Linked DNA regions of Mus musculus: all the other regions are linked to region 4. A link is a contact called in public promoter capture Hi-C data. All regions are on one chromosome and are shown on one strand. Each heading gives the region's core, a stretch centred on a gene start, on an enhancer-like site or on the middle of the called end of the contact. The rest is flanking DNA. Distances are from core to core; before and after follow the strand shown.

Region 1 (3,824 bases), core at 500-2,999, 2.3 Mb after region 4:
GCTCTGTGCCAGGCTCTTCTGGGACCTTGGATCCTTGAGTGAGCACATCATTGTTTCTCCTTGACCGTTGCCTCCCTCCACAGGCTGGTCTCTTCCCTACACACTGAGTCAGGCTGGGCTTGCAAAATCTAACACAAGTGCTTCCTTCATGCACGCACTGGACAAACACAGCTGAACACTTCCTGCCTGCAGAGTCCTGGCTTAGGCAGTAAGGCTACAATGGTCTCATTCACCATGTGGTCTGATGGGGACATGGACAAGCAAAGGGACCAAAAAACGAACCCTGTAAAAGCAATGGAGACAAACCGATGCCTCACACAGCCCTTATCCTCACAGCATACATGCAGGATGACGAGGCTTCCTTGGAGGGTATCAGCCAGGATGCTAGCCTTCCTGAGCCTTATCACCCCAAGAATGGATTGAGTCACCAGTTCATCATCTATTCTATAATCACAGTGTACTTGGTGAAATCCTCTGGTACTCGGGTCTCTGCAACCACCATGGCTGGCAGAGCCGTGATCTGCGGGAATCAAGAAGGTAGTTCAGTTCAACATGACTAAGGAGGAAGGACACACAACATCGCACACAAGCAACACGTATGCCCACATGTTAGCATACACACATGTACTTCCACACACTTAACATGCTGCCCCAAACACAGAGTCCAGAGGCTGGGGGTGTGCTTAGGTTGTAGTACAGACAGTAGAGCATTTGTCTTCCTATCATGCACGAGCCCTGGTTTCAGACCCCATGACTGTGTATCAGGTGTACTAGGCATAATCTACCTGTAAACCTAGCACCCAGGAGATGGACGCTAGAGAGTTTGAAGTTCAAGGTCATCCTCAGCTGTACAGCAGCCAGCCTGGGCTTCATGAGACTCCTAAAGCTTTGTTTTTAAAAGATGACTGCAAGGGCTGGTGAGATGGCTCAGTGGGTAAGAGCACCCGACTGCTCTTCCGAAGGTCCGGAGTTCAAATCCCAGCAACCACATGGTGGCTCACAACCATCCGTAACGCCCTCTTCTGGAGTGTCTGAAGACAGCTACAGTGTACTTACATATAATAAATAAATAAATCTTTAAAAAAAAAGAAAAAAAAAAGATCACTGCAAGCCTTAAGACTATGGTTATGGAAATTGCCATGTTCTGGGATACCAAGTCTAGCACAATTAATGAGCAAAGTGGAAGTTCTCTCTCTTTTCTTCCACTGTTCCTCCTGCTCACTTCAGGGTTGAAGATTGAACCTGCGTTCTCAATCATGCTAATAAAGTTATCTAGCACTGAGCTTCACCTCTAGCTAAGAGAAATTTTCATAAATTCTTCTCAGTTATAGAAGTAAACATGGCTTCTGCACTTACAACAGCAGTCTTTCTGGCTTGACCTACTGAACACTCGGGTTACAGGCTTTTGCTAACACACCGGGTTCTGGCACTCACTAGATAGCCCGCACTGGCCATAGACTTACAGGAATCCTCCTGCCTTTCCCTCACTAATTCTGGTATCACAACTAGGAATCACCACAAACAATTTTTCAACACTTTGGGACGTCTTTCAATTGCTCCATGTTGAGACCCCTGGGGCTGATTACTTAAAGACTGCTCAAGTGCGCTTTCACACAGTTGACACTGCAAATTGGATTCTCATTTTCCTTCTTCCCGTATCCTCCGGGCTAGTTCTCCATGCCCTGGGGCGGTGCCTGTCCCTCCCAGCCCATCCCTTGGGTTTGGGTTACAGAGGCTTGGCCAGGGCGGGGATCGATCCTTCACCGCCCACCCGGTCGGGAGCTGCAGAATCCTTTGCTTACGGATCTCTGAGATCGAGCCCGCCTTGCTTCCCTCCCGTTCACGTGACCCTCCGATTGTCACGCGGGCGCCGCTCAGCTGACCGGGGCTCACGTGGGCTCAGCCTGCTGGAAGGGGAGCTGGCCGGTGGGCCATGGCCGGCTGCAGGCTCTGGGTTTCGCTGCTGCTGGCGGCGGCGTTGGCTTGCTTGGCCACGGCACTGTGGCCGTGGCCCCAGTACATCCAAACCTACCACCGGCGCTACACCCTGTACCCCAACAACTTCCAGTTCCGGTACCATGTCAGTTCGGCCGCGCAGGCGGGCTGCGTCGTCCTCGACGAGGCCTTTCGACGCTACCGTAACCTGCTCTTCGGTTCCGGCTCTTGGCCCCGACCCAGCTTCTCAAGTGAGTCACTGCCCGGTTCTTCCCTCCGAAGGAGCCGCCTTCCGTGCGTGGGTCAGCCCCGGCCCGGCTCCCAGACACCCTCCCGTTGGCCTCTGCACAGCCCAGTCAGTCACCTCCCACGCGTTTCTCCCCTTGCTTTCTCTATCCAGCTAGCTGGCCTCCCCAGCCCAGCCCCTATCCCGAGCACCCCTTCATTGATGTGACTTCTTGGGGTCTCAGTTTATCCCTAATCCTCCTTTTGAGAACTGCATTTAGGTTTTCTTTCTTTCTTTCTTTCTTTCTTTCTTTCTTTCTTTCTTTCTTAAGAAATGCCTACTGTAGGGCCACAGTTCAATCAGGCTGTTAGAATATTGACAATATGTTGGCAATAGACATTTAAAATGATCCTTTATAGAACATGCTCAAGTGGCATAGGGTCCCTGTGAGGCAGTGACCAGGGCTGCAGAACTGAGCCCAGCATGTGTCTGGCACATAACTTGGTTAGTAAAAGTGTGAGAGGAATCAGAACACAAGGCAGAGAGCTTCCGGAGACATAGGCAGACGATTCCAAATCATCTGTTGAAAGTGAAGACCCTGTCATCCCGCAAGGCATCTCCATCATCCTTACTGTTTCCAAAGATCCTCAAAAGAGAAGATGAGCTGCAGGTTTTCGGATTTGGCGTAGACTCTGGTTTGGAGGAAGCTGGAGGAGCAGGGATCTTATAGTCTCAACCCAGACCCCTTCTGTCACAGAGTTGGAAATGGAAAATGCATCTTGAAATAGAGGAGAGACACAGCTAAGGTCAGGCAGCTGGGCTGGGAAGGATTAACCATCAAACCTCTATTCTCTCAGTTGGTAAAGTGCAATGCAACGAGGCTTGAATACCCTGCTGCATCTCATAAGAGCTGTCTCGACGGCACACAGACTTGGGGATGGGGGTGGGGTGGAGCCAGGAAGATCAAGAGTCCACGGTCATCTTTGGCCACATACTGAATTTGAGGCCACCTTGGGCTGTCAGAGACACTCTTAAGTGACCTGGTAGTTATTCTTGGAGAAGACTGGGTTGCCTTTGATTCTATTGCTTTCAAAGAGGAAGAGAGTTTCATGATGACATTTATAAGAGTGTGTGGAGAATGGAGAGTTACATAACGAGAAATAATGATAAAAATACTTTCAGAGTGGAGGTAAGTATTAGGAACAACTGTATTTAGATGAGGGCCAAAAGTATACATTTATCTCTTATTATTTGATTCTGAACGCTCAGGGCCTTGGGTTAGTTTTGTCCATAGTCAGCCTGTTCAACAGGCTGGGTGGTTTTTCTTATTACTTAGATCATAATATGCCTTCACGATAATTCTGGCTAATTCTAAGCCTGAGAAGCTGAACTCCTGTGGTGTGTGTATGACTCGTTTGTGTATGATATGTGAAATCTCTGAGTCTTGTTTCTTTGAGCTACACTTGCTCTCCCTGCCTTTTTGGATATTGTGCTTGAAGTCTGTGTGCACTGAGGGATCTGAACTCTGAAACACAATGCATTCATCACTCATCCTAGGACCTCATAGGAGCCGTTTCCAGACTCCTGCTACTTCCTTGTTTGTGTTTTGTTTTGTTTTCTGTCTTCCTACACTTGGAGCCTTTCTGGGGGTGATAAAACAAAA
Region 2 (3,474 bases), core at 269-2,768, 2.5 Mb after region 4:
CGGCCTAGCACTAGCTGCAAACTTCCCGCCTACATGCCCTCCCCGCCTCCCACGCACACGGAACCGTCCTGACTGGAAAGGCAGGAGTGGCTTCCCTTCTCTCAGTTCCCAGAGCAGTCATTTAATTCTTTCAGTCTTCTGCTAAAGCTTCTCATCTTATCTTCAATTCTTTCTCGTCAAAGGATTCCTGCTTTTAAGGTTTGGAAATCAACTCCCTCAGCTTCTTGTCTATTCACACCACTCATCGCTCCTGTGTAGCTTGCTGGACTCTACCCTTAACATTAGTCATCTAGTGAGCTATAGTTTGTTGGAGGGGTATTAGTTTTACTTAAAAAAAGAAAAAAAAAAAAGCATCCTAGGTGATTCTAATGGACGGACAAGCTCGTGTTCTCCTGCTGTTTTTCTCTTCTCTACCCCTCCTCACCCTTAGTCATTCACTTTCAGGTTCCATGGCTCACCCTTCACTCACCCATCACGCCCCGACCTCCCCAAGTCAGGACTGACCCAGAGCCCAGAATCTAGTGCTTGTTCTACTCACTGAGCTAAACTTCACTTTATTCTTTGAGGCAAGGTTTCACTATGTATCCCCTGCTAGCCTGAAACTCGGCGTGTACTACCATATCTGCTTTTTTTTTTTTTTTTTTTTTTTTTTTTAAAATTGGCTCAGACTGGCTTCCCACTTGGAGATCTAGCTGCCTTATTCTTTCAGGAGCTAACAGGCCAGCCATCCCAGGCAATCAGCCATCTTCAAAAACAGCCTTTGCACCTGCATCTGATTATTTCTTGCACTTGTTATAGTTAAGTTTCCCCCGCCTTGTGATCAAGATTGGCCTTAAATTCACTCGCCACATAGTCTAGTTGTTTCAAATGGAAGTCTACCTGCGCGGTTTTTACTAGGTATATGCCAATCCTCTTGCTTTTTACTCTTAGGTTGTTTGTCACATGCCTTTGTACTAGCCTTTCTCTACTCCCATTTTCTTTCTGGCCAGTTTCGGTCCACCAAGGTTTTAACACGAGTTCTCCACAGGCCTGAAAGTCATTTGGGAAAAGTCCTCTTCTGCAATCAAGGACCCCCCCCCCCCCACTCCCCCGTTTGTGTTCAGCTCATCCCGTGTTATTTTACTGTGTTACCATTGCGGATTCTTTGTTTCCTACATCACAGCACTTCAAAAGAGCGGATATTTTTTCATTTTCTTCTAATATTCTGGATTTTACAGCATAGAAACAACTCAGTGAAAAGTCTGTGGAATGAATGGAAAGAAATACTTGGCCACGGGGGCGGGAACAAGTGGGGGGAGGGGCGTGCGTGTGTGGAAAAGGGGCGGCGCTGAGAATCCAGCTGCAGAATGAGGAAGGGGCTCGGACACACTAGAGTCTGCGTGGAGCGCAAAGCGATCCACTGCTTCCAAAAACTGAGACAAACCTAAGTAGGGAGGAGGCGTCTTACCTATTCCTCAGGCCTCACCAACCCAACCAGCCTTCAGGGAGCTCTGTACTGGCCGGAAAGTGAGACTTAAGGTCGTAATCCCAGAGTTTGCCTTTCCAACCTTACGACGTTTTTATGTAGTAATCGAGAATCTAACACGGAGGTCTCAGCCCTGCCGTAAAGTGAAGAAGGAATGGGGAGGCGGGGCCATTCGGAGGGTGGAAAATAGGCGTGTCCGCGCAAGCGCAGGCAGCCCGCTCCAGCAGCGTCACGTGCGGAGGCGGGGCCGGGCGGGGCTGTCCGGGGCTTGGCAGCAGGGGGCGTGGGAGGTAAGTGCGCGCGCGCCTGCTCGGCTGCTGCTGGAGAGCCGCGCGGGGCGGGGCCGCGTGAGCGGGGTCGGGGGCGCGCAGGCCTGAGAGGACTGGGGACGCAGAGGCAGTTGGCGGTGGCCGTCGGAAAGTCCTGGCAGGACGGGGAGGGACTGCGGCGGAGATACCGGTCCCCGGGCAAAAGCAGGGACCGCGGTTTAGCTTCCAACGCGTGCTCTCTGGGCGGGGTGCGGCGGGGGATGTGCCTGCCCAGTCCGGGCGGAGTCTCTCTGACAGGGCGGGGGATGCGCGGCCGCCGCTCTCTCGGACCCTGAGGCGACTGGGCCCACCCTCGCGGAACCCTCCTACCCCCCGGCGGCCTCGGCCTCTGCTTTCTCCTTCTGACCCTGGAAACCGAGCTGGGGAAGCGGCTACCGCCGAAGAGGAAGGGGCTGTGGTGGCCACCGCGGCGCAGCCAGAGGTAAGACCCGCCCCAGCACCCAGCGGCCCTGCCGCCTGGCCTGGCCCGGCCCACGTCTCCCGCTCGGCTCTTTGGCTCCCGGAGGGCTGCCCCGCCCCGCCCCGGCGGAGACGCCCCGCCAGCAGCTCTGCCCCTAAAGCCTAGCAATCGCCGGAGTACCGCCGGGATTCCACCCCCAGACTCGACTCTCCCGTACCTTTCATTGACCAGACACCATTCTGTCCACCAGTAGCCGCGGCGCTTCTGTCACTGGCCCCCTTCCACCTCCTGCTAGAACCTCTTTAGACCCTCTTTAGGACTCTGACTGGAACCTCTAGACACCGTTATGTCGGAGCGGATCCTTGTCTGGGAACCAAGGCCACTACTGCTTCCTAATGCATTGCTACGTCCCAGATCTTTGGGTATCCTACGAGTCATCGCTACCCGAGCTTTCATAGGGACCCTCACGCAGCTTACTTCCAGTCAGGTTTGCTAGGTTTTCCCCCTACCCATACGAGCTTTCAGATAGCCCAATGTCATGATGCTCTTACCTAGTAGGTCTCCGGTTAGCCCTTCAAATCACCATCAGAGTGCTGGATCGCCCCCTCACACCCCCCCCCCCCCCGCCCTGGTGTAGTTTCTCTAGAAGACCTCTTAAGCAAACCTTGTTACCTGATTTCTAACCAATCGGGATCTTTGGTTGAAAAGAAGTTTCCAGGAAAACTCGAAGGGGTTATTTACATAGTCCAGTATATTCACTCCATTGGATTTTAAGGAGTCAGACTGAGACCCATGTTTGGAGCCTCAGGGACTGGTTGCTGAAAGGGAAAGAGAGCAAAGAGTGTGAAAGCCCAGGCAGGGAGGGTATGTGTGCTGTTACAAGGGCAAGCTGCTTGCTCCTCATCTTGTCTCTTCAGTAGAAGGAAAGAACCAGTCTATATCTTGTCACTTCTGGGCTTCTGTAAGGATTAAGTTGCATTACACCAATGAAGATAAGTAACTCTTCATATATTTGTCTCAGCACTGTAGATTTGTACAGATACACAGGTTTTTAACTAGAGGAGTTTTGGATTTACTGTTTTTGAACTTGTTAGAAAAACAGCATTTATAGCTGTTCTTAATCCCTGAAGGCTAATGTTTTTAGTATTTTTTTACCACCCAGTCTTCTCCAAGGACCAAGTATAAGTGTCATTCAGAATTGAAGTTATTATTAACAGCTTTCTTAGTAGTAGTAAAATATTGAATAAAATGTTTGTTGAAATTATACTCCTGAGATGTCA
Region 3 (3,752 bases), core at 888-3,387, 2.4 Mb before region 4:
AAATAAATAAAACAAGGTAAACAATTGAAACAATTGGCAACATTTTAAAATTTGGTTGTAAATGATGTCAATGTTTGATTATAGAATATTAATAGGGCTGATTCTTCAAATGCATAAAGTGTAAATATTAATGGTACTGTACCAGTGCTAAATTTCCTTCTTTCTTTCTTTCTTTCTTTCTTTCTTTCTTTCTTCTTCTTTTTTTTTTTTTTTTTTTTTTGAGACAGGGTTTTTCTGTATAGCCCTGGCTGTCCTGGAACTCACTTTGTAAACCAGGCTGTCCTCAAACTCAGAAATCCACCTGCCTCTGCCTCCTGAGTGCTGGGATTAAAGGCATGTACCACCACGCCCAGCTAGTGCTAAATTTCTTGAATTTAACTGTTGTAGTGTGGTTGTATGAGAGACTGTCCTGGGGGGATGGAGAGATTGCTTAGCAATTAAGGCCATTTGTGCTCTTGTAGAAGACTTCAGTTCAACCCCCAGAACCACAACAAACGAATTTTCAAAAGCTCAAACTAGTGAAAACCATGAGATTTGAGAGATAGGTTGGTAATTAGGATGATTCAACACCCTCTTCTGGCCTCCTTGGGCACCTGCACACACATGACATACACTAACATTGAGATACACATATAAATAAATCTTTAAAACATAAAAAGAAAAGCCCAAGTCTTGAAAGAGTGAGTAAGGGTTAGCCAACGGTGTACAGGAGTGTTGTTTCAAGAGAAGCAGAACTATTCAGTTCAGCCTCGTGAACAATGAAGTTATACGTGAGCTCTTGCTTCCATCTGAATGCATCGCAAATCCAGACTCAGTTTCTTGGTATGTGAGTTTGGTTACTGTGTCCTTCCTAGTTTGTTTCAGTTTCATGGAGATGATTTCGAGAATAGTCATGCCCTTGAGACTTTCTGAGAAGACTGTCACAGTTGTTAAGGTCAGGAAGCCAGTGGATCAAGTGGACTTCTAAACAGTAATGGAAGAGAGGAGCCAAGGATAGCGTGCTGGTATGTGCTTAGGCGGTGGCATTCGCTGGTGTAGGTGACAGACACATAAGGACTCAGTCACTGGCTTGGGTGGCAGTGGTTGTGGTGGTGGTTTTGCATAGGAGATGCCTGTGGTAACAAGCGTTAGGATATATTCCTCTAAGCTTAGGAGATGGGTTTGAGTTGTAGGTAGGCTAGAGAGCATCAGCTTATGAACGGATAGCTGGAGCCAATAGACAGATGAATGAGCCAGAGGAAATGAAATCTGGTGCAAAGCTCATGTCACGAGATAGAGTTAATGACAGTACACTTAATAGCTGGGCAGAGAAAGGCCCTGGTAGAGGAGACTGGGATGAAGCAGGCTTGGAGGCCAGGAAGTACAGAATAGTTTTGGAATTATGGAAGCTAATACAGTTTGTCTTAGCAAACATACTAAACAAACAGTTAAAGCAAGAGCTGGGGTATTAGCAAATAGTTATGCCTACCTTTATCACAGGCATTTTTGGAAGTGGAAACCAGTCTGAGAAGGGATAGGAGTGGGGAAGAAAAGGGCAAACCAGACAACTCCAAAGAGTCCGCTAACCAAAAGACAAGACAGGGAAGACATAAGGACTCTCCCTGGCGGGGCCAGAGAGAAACTTAGGACACCATCACGTTTAACTGCTCCTGGGAAGAGAAAGGTTGAAGTTATAGGAAAGTATGGACATTTTAATTCATTCAATTAGTCGATTGCCTATGTGTCCCATTAACCCGGCCTTGTTCTCTTGAGAATGCACGAGTGGGCGCCTCATTACATCACGGCTTAACACAAGGCTTTACCATGCAGGGAGAACTTGAGTCCCAATCCTGGCTCTTTCCTACAAGACAGTCCTGCAGACATCGCGGGACCTCAAAACCTCACGGTATACTTTTGGGCCCACAAGAAAGTAACGGAACCTATGGCGTCCCGTTGTCAAAGTTACTAACCTCCCAGGGTTCCGCCCCCCCACCTCCAGCTCTGGAGAACAACAGAGGCTGCGCAGAGACCCGCCTACCCGCTGGCTCCGCCCCGCTCTTTCTTTGTTTCGCCGGTCCGAGGATCTCGCGAGAGTTAGCCGGCAAATCCCGCGAGCGCGGACCCCGGGCCAGCTCTGCGGCTCTCGCGGTGCCTGCGCGAGACTGCTTCCTTCCTCCTTTCCCCTGCCCGTCCGCCCGTCTTCCTCCCTCTCTTCCCGGCCTGGCCTCCCCCTCCTTCCCCCGCTGGCCCCCTCCCCGCAGGGATAATATGGTCTCCGGCGATGGACTCCCCAAGTGCAGGTCAGTTCCCGGCCGCCGCCTTAGCGTTGGCGGCTGGTGGCGTGCGCTGCTGTACATCCGTGGCCCTCGCTGTGCTCTGCTTACGGTCACCCGGGGGGGCGGTCGGGCCCTCAGGGCTTGGTCGTTCTCTCCCCTCGGGGCGGAGGCCGCGAAGGCCGGGCGTCCCCGCCCGCGCGTCCCGCTCTTCAGCGGAGCGCTAATTCCGCCCCTGGCCGGGGCCCGCTGCTTGTTGGCTGCAGCCTCCAGGCCCCCAGGAGGAACTGCTGGGGCAGGGACAAGCCCACGTCTTTCTCTGCCCGCCCCCCTTTTGTGAGCATTGAGTGTCGGAAGACCTGGCTCCCTTGTTTGGCTTTCACTCTGCTGGCTGATCCTTCTACCCAGCATCCTGGGATCTCCCTTTCTTTGCTCCTGGAAGTGGAGGGGCTGTCGAGGCTGAACGTTAGCCGGTTCCCAGATCATTTGTTGCAGTCTCCTCCCCCATCCACCTCCCTCCACAAAAGAAAAACACTGTTCTTTCTGAATGGACTGTGCTTGTCTTTTCTGGTTTTGGAAGAAGATCTTAGAGCAATGTTTAAGGGTCTCACCCATCCAAGTAATGAGGCCGCATAATGAATTTTTATCTACCTCACCCTTTCTCACAACACTGAGAGTGGGGGCATATTCAATTAGTGCATAACCATTAAGGGTATATCTCTTAGTAGAATCTAATGTGCCAGTTTACCTAGATATTTTGATGGTCACTTTAAAAATCATCTTTAGTGTTCTGTTGTTGGATTTTTAATTGCCTTTTGAACCTCTAACAATGGTTTTGTCAAAGCATTATCTCTGTACTTAAGCATGTTCAGGGCACGATTTCTGAATGCTTGTACATCATTTAAACCATTCTTATGGTCTCTTTGCAGACATTTAACATTTCTAAGATTGAAAAGCCATTGGGTGGGTAATGCTGTAATCCCAGCATTCAGGAGACAGAATGGGCGATTATTGCCTCTACTTGCAGGCTCTCCTGGGTTGCCCAGTGAGGTTAAGTCCACTCTGGGATACAGTGACAACACCCTGTGTCAACAGGCAAGGTAGAAAGCTGTCTGTCTCACTAGTTTCTGTTTGACAAGAGTCGAGGTTTAGAATTGTCCCCTTGCAGTCCCGTGGAGACGAGTCTTGTGTCTGTGGTATGGGACAGTCAGCACCTCCATCACTGCCTCCATGGTTCAAGGTGGCCCTCGTAGCTGCCCCGCAGGGTAATGCAAATGTGCAATATTCCCATCAGCTTTCCATCACACACAGAGTTCTGCTGAGCAAAAGTTTGGGTGTTTTCTCTTTGAATAAGGTTCTTGGTAACTGTAGTTAATGTACTTAATGTATTTGATGGAATGTATTTAATGAAAGGCATTTGTTCTTTTTCTTCTCCAGGATACACCTTTGAGTACCTTATTGAAACATTAAATGGCAATTCACAGAAGAAGTTCTTCAATG
Region 4 (3,395 bases), core at 127-2,626:
TGAAGATGTCCAAGTTCTGCCAGTTCTTAGAGGAGTTCTAACCTCAGCCAGAACCCAGGGCAGGGTCAAGCGCCTACACTCCTGCTTTTCCACGAGGGAGACAGACAACTCCGTGGGTCCATTTCCACGTCACATCCTTGGGGCCTCATGAAGAGCGCGATCCCAGCCAAGTTGAGGCCCGCATCAGTATTCTCTCCGCTCTAACAGATACCAGTCTTCTAAAAACTTTGCGTGCTGAGGTTCTGAGCACTCACTCAACGTGGAGCAGCCCACACTTCTCAGTTTGAGAGAAAGGGTCTCCCCGGATGCTCCGCTCCTAATTTCCCTCTCCCGGCCCCGCCCGTGACCCTCGTGCCAGTGGCTCACAGCCAGCCGGCTTCAGTAGGGAACTGGCGCCCCACCGCCACACCAGGCTTCCGGGTGTCCCCAAGCCTCTCTCTCCGCGCCTCTGCAACGCACGTGCACCCCGGCAGGCTGACACACAGACTGCCGTGGGCCACGCATGCAAAGCTGTTCCTACACGTACATGCATGGCCCGAATCTGCACACATGCCCCCCACTGCCCAACGGTGCCCTTCCTTAGCTCACGTAAACGTGTAAAAAAGTCAGGAGATTCGCACTGGGAACCCCACGGATCGATGCCCGCAGACTGCACTGAGGTCCAGAAGGCTGGGGGGCTGGGGGGGGGGCGGCCTCAAAGTCTGGGCAGCCACCTCCTTCGGGACGATCCCGCCAGCTTGGGCTGTGGCCAGAGAGTGAGTCAAGCAGTGGCTAGGAAACCGCAGGCGGTCCTGTTCCAACAGGGTTCGTCCACGGCCCCGCGGCACCTCAGCGCCCGCCGCCACCAATCCCAACCCCCCACCGCCACCCCGAATCGGCGCCCGGCAATCCGCGTGAGCCTGGCCCCGCGAGAGGCCCGAGGGATCCGCCTGACTCTTCGCCAGCCCTAACGCCCAGGCAGTGCTGTGGCTCCGGAGCTCTACCAGGCCCAGGGAGCATCCAAGTCCTGGCAAAGTCTGGGCAGCGGTATGACTGGGCCCCGTAGTCTGACCGCCCGAAGCCTCAGCACCTGGGCCCCGGTCCCCGCGCTCCGTCCTGGGGCTGGCCGGTAGGGGCGCCCTGGGGCAGGGCCACCCGCCCCTTGCCCACGCGCCGCCCGCAAACTCGGCCCAAGTTTCCGCGCCTGCCGGGTAGGCGAGCTCCTACCTTCAGAGCACCAGGCTTCTAGCGGCCGCCACCCGGAGCAGCCGCGGCATCTTTCAGCGCCGCCTAGGCTGCGGGTCCCTGTCCCGCCGGCCTTGCGCGGGAAGTCGCGGCAGGCAGCTAGCCCAGAGAGACGTTCCGCGCGACCGTTCGTGCTGCCGCTGGGCGCCGTTTGTGGTCCCGAGCGGGGCGGGGCGGGGGCGGGGCGGGGGCGGGGCGGGCCGTTGAGTGGGGGCAGAACCCGGCTGTGCCTCTGGGAGCCTGCGCTCCCCTGGGTCCTCCCGTGCCGAAGGCCTGAGTGGAACCAACTTTCCCGCGACCCGGCCTCTGGCTTTGTGCACAGTCTTCGCTCGCCTCCTTCCTCAAACCTCTGCCCCGAGGGCGATCGTAAGCCCTCATTCAGTCATTCCGTTAGATCATTCATTCCTTGCTACTTTCTAGCCATGTGACCTTGGACCTGCCACTTAACCTCTATGAGCTTCAGTTTCCTCATTTGTAAAAGTGATATTCTGCCTCTTAGAAATAGGGCCATCAGGCTTCGAAAAGATGTGTAGCACATAAATTGGGGTATGGGAGGCTGAGGCAGGGGAATTGCTGAGAGTTTGAGCTGAGCCTGGGCTATCTAGCAGTCCTTTTTTTTTTTTTGTTTTGCTTTTGCTTTGTTTTGTTTGGGAAGGTCACACTATATAGCTGTGGCTGTCTGGGAACTTACTATGTAGACCAGGCTGGCCGTGAACTCAGAGACACACCAGCCTCAGCCTTCTGAGTGCTGCAGTCAAAAGCTTGGACCACCACACTCAGTTCCTAGCAAGACAATAAAAATGCTAAAGGATATCTCGAGGCAGCCCTAACTTCCTCAACAAACAAGTTGCATTAGGAAATTAAGAAGGACTTATGAGGTAAAGTACAGACGAGTATATATCAGCTCCTAGTGACCTGGAGTGGGCCAGGAATGAGACTCTGGAGATATTGCCAAGCGGCCTTGGTGGGCATCTGAGCCTTTCTGGCAAATGTGTCGCACCAGAACCGGTCTGAGCATGAGCAACCTGGAAAGCTGATGGGATGAAGCATCCCTAGCCAAGCTGATGTGTTGCAGAAAGGGGCTGGGAAACCCACTGCCTCTGTTCACCTGGACTCTAGCCCATCTGGTTGTGGGGCCTTGCCCAGCTCAGCGCTAGCACCTCTTTCTTGGAAGGAATCTAATCCTTGCAGTTCCAGGACTGCCCAAGGCCAAGGCAGGGTCGCATGGTGAAGAATAGTTGAACACCATAGAGATCAAAATTAGTTTTTGGGGCAAAACCACTCAGAACACCCATCTTGACCCAAAGATCAGGACTGCCTGAGTCAGAACAGAGCTGAGGGCACAGGTATGGGAGAAGATGGGGCTGGGGCGGAGGGGCTGGGCTCCAGGTAGGATTAGGAAGAGGAAGTGAGGTCACTCAAGGAGAAGGGGAGGGTGTCTCTTGGATTAGAGCTGGAAGATTTTTTTACAAATAGAGGCTAGACAAATAGAGGAGAGACTCTGAGGTTTGGGGCTTTCCAAATCACATTGCAAATTGGGACAGAAGCCCAGGTTGCCTGGGTTTTGTATCTTACTAACATGCTTTAACACTAGAAAGGTGCATCTGTGCCCTGCCAGCTCTGGGTCATGCCAAATCTGACAGGCTCAGCCTTCTCTCAAGGAGATATTGTTTCCTACTATCACACATACTAACTCTGCCCTCTTCTCCCTTGTGCGTAGCATCTTCTTCCACTCCTGATGTCAGGAGTGACTTGGGAGGAAGACAGTGAGTGCCCTTGGCTCCTGTGGTCTAGAACTCTCAGGCTGTAGACCCAAGGAGGACCCCATTATGTCATGATTAGCCTGCAAGACCCTAGGGCCCAGCTAAGACTACAGCCCCATTATTTTGTCTCAATTCATTAACATTTCATAAAGACAGCTGTCCCTATAATCAGCTTGTCTATTCCTTGTTGACATCATGTAAACACCCTGGATCACCAAAGAAAGGGCATAGGATAGAGGACTTGAGAGCCACTTTGCAACTCCCAGGGCTTTAACTTGCTCAGCACAAAAGAGAACCAGGTAGCCTCCTGCCTTATAGACTACAGTATCCGCAGTAGACTGCAGAGTGCCAGGCAACTGTGAACTTCTCCTGAAGTCTCTGGCCCTGGCCTTTCCTTCTCTGCCTTGA
Region 5 (3,634 bases), core at 905-3,404, 2.4 Mb after region 4:
TACAGTAGTACCATCTGTAATCCCAGCACTGGAGAGGAAGAGACAAGAGAATCCTTGGAGTTTGCTGGCCAACCAGTCAATCCATTTATAAACAACTCTTTTGGTGAGAGTCTCTCTCTCTCCCCCTCCCCCTCTCTCCCCACCCCCATCACCCCCCCACACACACACACACACAGAGGGAGGAAGGGAGGCAGGGAGGGAGACAGTCAAGGAGGGAAGGAGGCAGGGAGGGAGGGAGAGAGGGAGTAACTGACTAATGGAAAATGAAGAAAGCCAGGAAGAGCATAATAATCTATAAAGCAGTTAAAATTCATTGAGTACGGGAGCATGAGAGGGAAAGGGTTAAAGAGAGGGAATCCTGGGAGGTTGTGGGATTCTGCCATTCCACATTTCATTCATGGGAACAAAACCTTTGTGTTTTCTTATGTTGAACACATTTCCACAGTGCATGCTCTCAGAAGACTATGTGACCCTAAGTCCAGTTCTGAACTACTGTGAACTATTGCACTCTGAGACTGGAGTATATCCCTCAGTTTTCTTCAGTTATTACAATGTAACAAAACACCAAAATCTGTTAGCAGTCAGCGGCCTGGGGATCCTTGGCTCGATCCAGTTGAGACTCATGAGTAAGCAAGGAGAGAAACTAGAACCCAGGGGGCAAGCACAACGGCTCAAGCCAAGAATGCAATAATTTAATTTTCTCTTCTTTCCTTCCTTCTTTTTTTTTGAGACTGTTTCTTTGTGTAGCTTTGAGTGTCCTAGAACTAGTGCTGTAGACCAGACTAGCATCTCAGAGATCTGCCTCTGCCTTTAAAGTGCTGGGATTAAAGGCATGCACCACTACCGTCCCACACTTTTTTTTTTTTAAGGGTTTTTTTTATTTTTAATGTATGAGTATCTGCATGTACACCTGCATGCCAGAAGAGGGCCCAAGATTTCACTATAGATGGTTCTGAGCAACCATGTGGTTGCTGGGAATTGAACTCAGAACCTCTGGAAGAGCAGCCAGTGCTCTTAACCCCTGAGTCATCTCTCCAGCCCCACTTTTTTTTTTTAAGATTAATTTTACATATGCATGTTTGTGTTTTCCTGCATATATGTGCGTGCAACGCATTGGTTCCTAGTGCCTGTGATGGCCAGAGAGGGTAGTAGATCTCCTGAAACTGGAGTTTCAAATTATTGTGAACTGACTCGTAGGTGCTGGGAACCCAACCCAGGCCTTTGACAAGTGCAGCCACTGATCTTGGCTGCTGAGCTTTCTCTTCCATCCCAACTAAAATGTTTCATTTAGTTAATTTCTGAGATGGTTTCATATATCCCAGGCTGGCCTTGAATTGGCTATGTAGCTTAAGACTTCTATGGGGGCACACGCCTTTAATCCCAGCACTTGGGAGGCATAGGCAGGTGGATTTCTGAGTTGGAGGCCATCCTGGTCTACAGAGTGAATTCCAGGACAGCCAGGGCTATACAGAGAAACCCTGTCTCGAAAAACAAAACAAAACAAACAAAAACAAAAACAAAAAAACCACAAAAAACAAAAAGACTTCTAACTTGATTTTTGTGCTTCAACTTTCTGAATGCTGAGATAACATTATACAGACTACAGGCACGACACGGGATTTACACACCTGTGCATAAACTAAGGGTTTGTGGTTGCTAGGCAAACACTCTTCCAAGTGAGCTATGTCCCCAGTCCCCTGTGTGATGAGAAAGCCTGGGTGCGGTCGGTACACCGAAGCAAATGAACATGGGAGCAAGTCAGATTTCAGAATTTTAACTTTTGATTCCTATTTTTGTCTGGCTTCAAGCTGCACCAAAGGGGCACCTCAGTATCTCTATATAGGCAATCTAGATTACCTTCTTCTGCAACCCTCCTAACCACACGAGGCGACAAAGAAAAACATTATATTTCGGCATGTCCGGAGAACCTCTTTCTCAAGCTCCCTCCGGGCCCCAAAGCGCAAGCGCCACTCTCTCGCTTCCTCACGCCTTCAACTCTGGATCACTGCGCACGCGCGCCCTGGCTAGCACCCTGGGGTGGGGACACGCCCAGGTACAGCACGCACCGCGGTTGGTCGGAAGAGGACACCTGATCGCGGTGTCTTCGCCTGAGCATGCGCAGAGCGCCCCGGCGTGCCCGAGACCGCACGCTGAGGCGTGTGGTGCGCGACCTCACCCGCCCGCCTCGGTCCCCGCCCCTTGGCCTGCCGCTCCGCCCCCGCGGGGCGTCCCGGGCCGCTCGTCCCCTCCGCGGCGGCCGCGCGCGGCCCGGGGTCGCCGTGAGTACTCTCTAGGCTGGCGTGTGGGGAGGCTGGAGTGGGGATGGGGCGGGGCGGTCGGGCTGCTGGCAAGGTCCGCCCTGCCTGAGGGACCAAGTAAGGGATGCTGACAGGCTTCGCTCGGCTGGGCGGCTGGCGGCGGCGAGCCGCAGACGGGTCCTTAACGGGGAAGGCCGGAGCTGAGGGCTTTGGGGGACACCTGGAGAAGAGGCCTCAGGCCCTGCCCTGCATGCGCAGGTGTCCTCGCGAGCGTCTTGGTCTTCTCCCTCCGCCCGGGCTAGGGTTAGCGCTGGCCCGCGGGTCTCGCCCCTCCGCACCCTCCTTCGCCCTTTGTTTAGTAGCCTAGTCCTTTTGACACTTCCGTTGGAGTGGAGTTTTCTTCTCCTAGCACACTGAGCTGGAAGTCAAGCCCAGAATGTAGACGTTGAGATCAGAGGCGTCTCTTGACTAGGTATACGTTAAATGGTCACTCTGAAAAGTGCCAATGGACGTAGAGAAAAAGACCTTTGTGGGTCGTCCGAAGGCTTATTTACCGTTGGCACGATCTCATAGAAATAGACCAAGCGTGTTAATGCGAGCTGCCATCCCCCAGAATAAACACTGAGCCTAACAGCACACTTCTCTGGGCACTCTTAATAGTCTCTATTTGATCTAGCTCCTCTTGAAAGGTTCCAGATCTGCCCCCCACCCCCACCCCGAACTAGTTATTACATGAAAAAATGGATAGATTTGGCCCTATCAAACGTTCAAGTTACTTATGCAAGTTTTGTGACCTCCCTAGGTTGGAGTATTAAATATGTAACATGAAAACTTTGAACTAGGTCATCTCTCAGCCCCCTCTTTTTTTTTTTTTTTCTTTTTTAATGAATTCCGTGCTCCACCATCTGCCTTTTCCCACTCTCCAGCTTTTAAATCTACTCTCCATTCCTGAGAGAAGGCCATGGAGTGTTGAGGATTCAAGTCTTTTTTTACTAAAACAGTCTGGTTGGAGAAGCTGGTCATTTCATAACTGTCTTTTCCTTAGAAAAACTGATTTTTTTTACCCCCTCCTTTTAATAGCATCAGAAACCAAGCAGCAAACCCTGAGGAGATGCTCAGTTTTCCTTGACTTCTACAGTGAAAGACCTTGAGAAAGTTGGCACTTCTAGCCTAAGCTGCCCTCATTCTACTGCTCACCCCAAGACAACCCAGGCTGGACTGTAGTGCTTCCCTCTTCGTCCAGAGCAGCATTTGACTGTTTTCAATCTAAAAGAACCCTGGTCCCAAACTTCATAATTGGCACCTCAGCTGCTCTTGAAGGTGAATGAAGTCTTGATTTTTAAAAAGCATTTTGTGTGATTTTTGTCAGTTTAGTA

Evidence for each region. Promoter capture Hi-C pulls out the DNA fragments that hold promoters and counts their contacts.
Region 1: a promoter capture Hi-C map of liver shows a contact between it and region 4, with 2.5 times the contacts expected there. The contact joins the promoter of Hexa here to the promoter of 1700017B05Rik in region 4.
Region 2: a contact with region 4 is called in a promoter capture Hi-C map of erythroid cells, with 24 times the contacts expected there. The contact joins the promoter of Senp8 here to the promoter of 1700017B05Rik in region 4. A contact is called at or near these places in 2 of 39 promoter capture datasets (erythroid cells and pre-B cells).
Region 3: a contact with region 4 is called in a promoter capture Hi-C map of pre-B cells, with 2.1 times the contacts expected there. The contact joins the promoter of Ireb2 here to the promoter of 1700017B05Rik in region 4. A contact is called at or near these places in 3 of 39 promoter capture datasets (cranial neural crest, erythroid cells and pre-B cells).
Region 5: a promoter capture Hi-C map of erythroid cells shows a contact between it and region 4, with 17 times the contacts expected there. The contact joins the promoter of Parp6 here to the promoter of 1700017B05Rik in region 4. A contact is called at or near these places in 2 of 39 promoter capture datasets (erythroid cells and pre-B cells) and 1 of 484 Hi-C or Micro-C datasets (B cells).

What each region holds. Positions count from the first base shown.
Region 1 is chr9:59,537,791-59,541,614 of GRCm38.p6, forward strand. Hexa (hexosaminidase A) reads left to right here and starts at 1,750. Exons shown (of 14, transcript NM_010421.5): 1 at 1,750-2,186. The coding sequence starts at 1,934. It also overlaps a transcript of Tmem202 not described here.
Region 2 is chr9:59,749,131-59,752,604 of GRCm38.p6, forward strand. It overlaps Senp8 (SUMO/sentrin specific peptidase 8), which reads right to left and starts at 1,519. Exons shown (of 2, transcript NM_027838.3): 1 at 1,448-1,519. It overlaps Myo9a (myosin IXa), which reads left to right and starts at 2,044. Exons shown (of 44, transcript NM_173018.2): 1 at 2,044-2,215.
Region 3 is chr9:54,861,618-54,865,369 of GRCm38.p6, forward strand. It overlaps Ireb2 (iron responsive element binding protein 2), which reads left to right and starts at 2,138. Exons shown (of 22, transcript NM_022655.3): 1 at 2,138-2,279; 2 at 3,690-3,752. The coding sequence starts at 2,261.
Region 4 is chr9:57,261,223-57,264,617 of GRCm38.p6, forward strand. It overlaps 1700017B05Rik (RIKEN cDNA 1700017B05 gene), which reads right to left and starts at 1,377. Exons shown (of 3, transcript NM_028820.2): 1 at 1,207-1,377.
Region 5 is chr9:59,615,130-59,618,763 of GRCm38.p6, forward strand. It overlaps Parp6 (poly (ADP-ribose) polymerase family, member 6), which reads left to right and starts at 2,155. Exons shown (of 24, transcript NM_001205239.1): 1 at 2,155-2,279; 2 at 3,339-3,578. Gm51709 (a long non-coding RNA gene) reads right to left here and starts at 1,995. Exons shown (of 3, transcript XR_003948337.1): 1 at 1,858-1,995.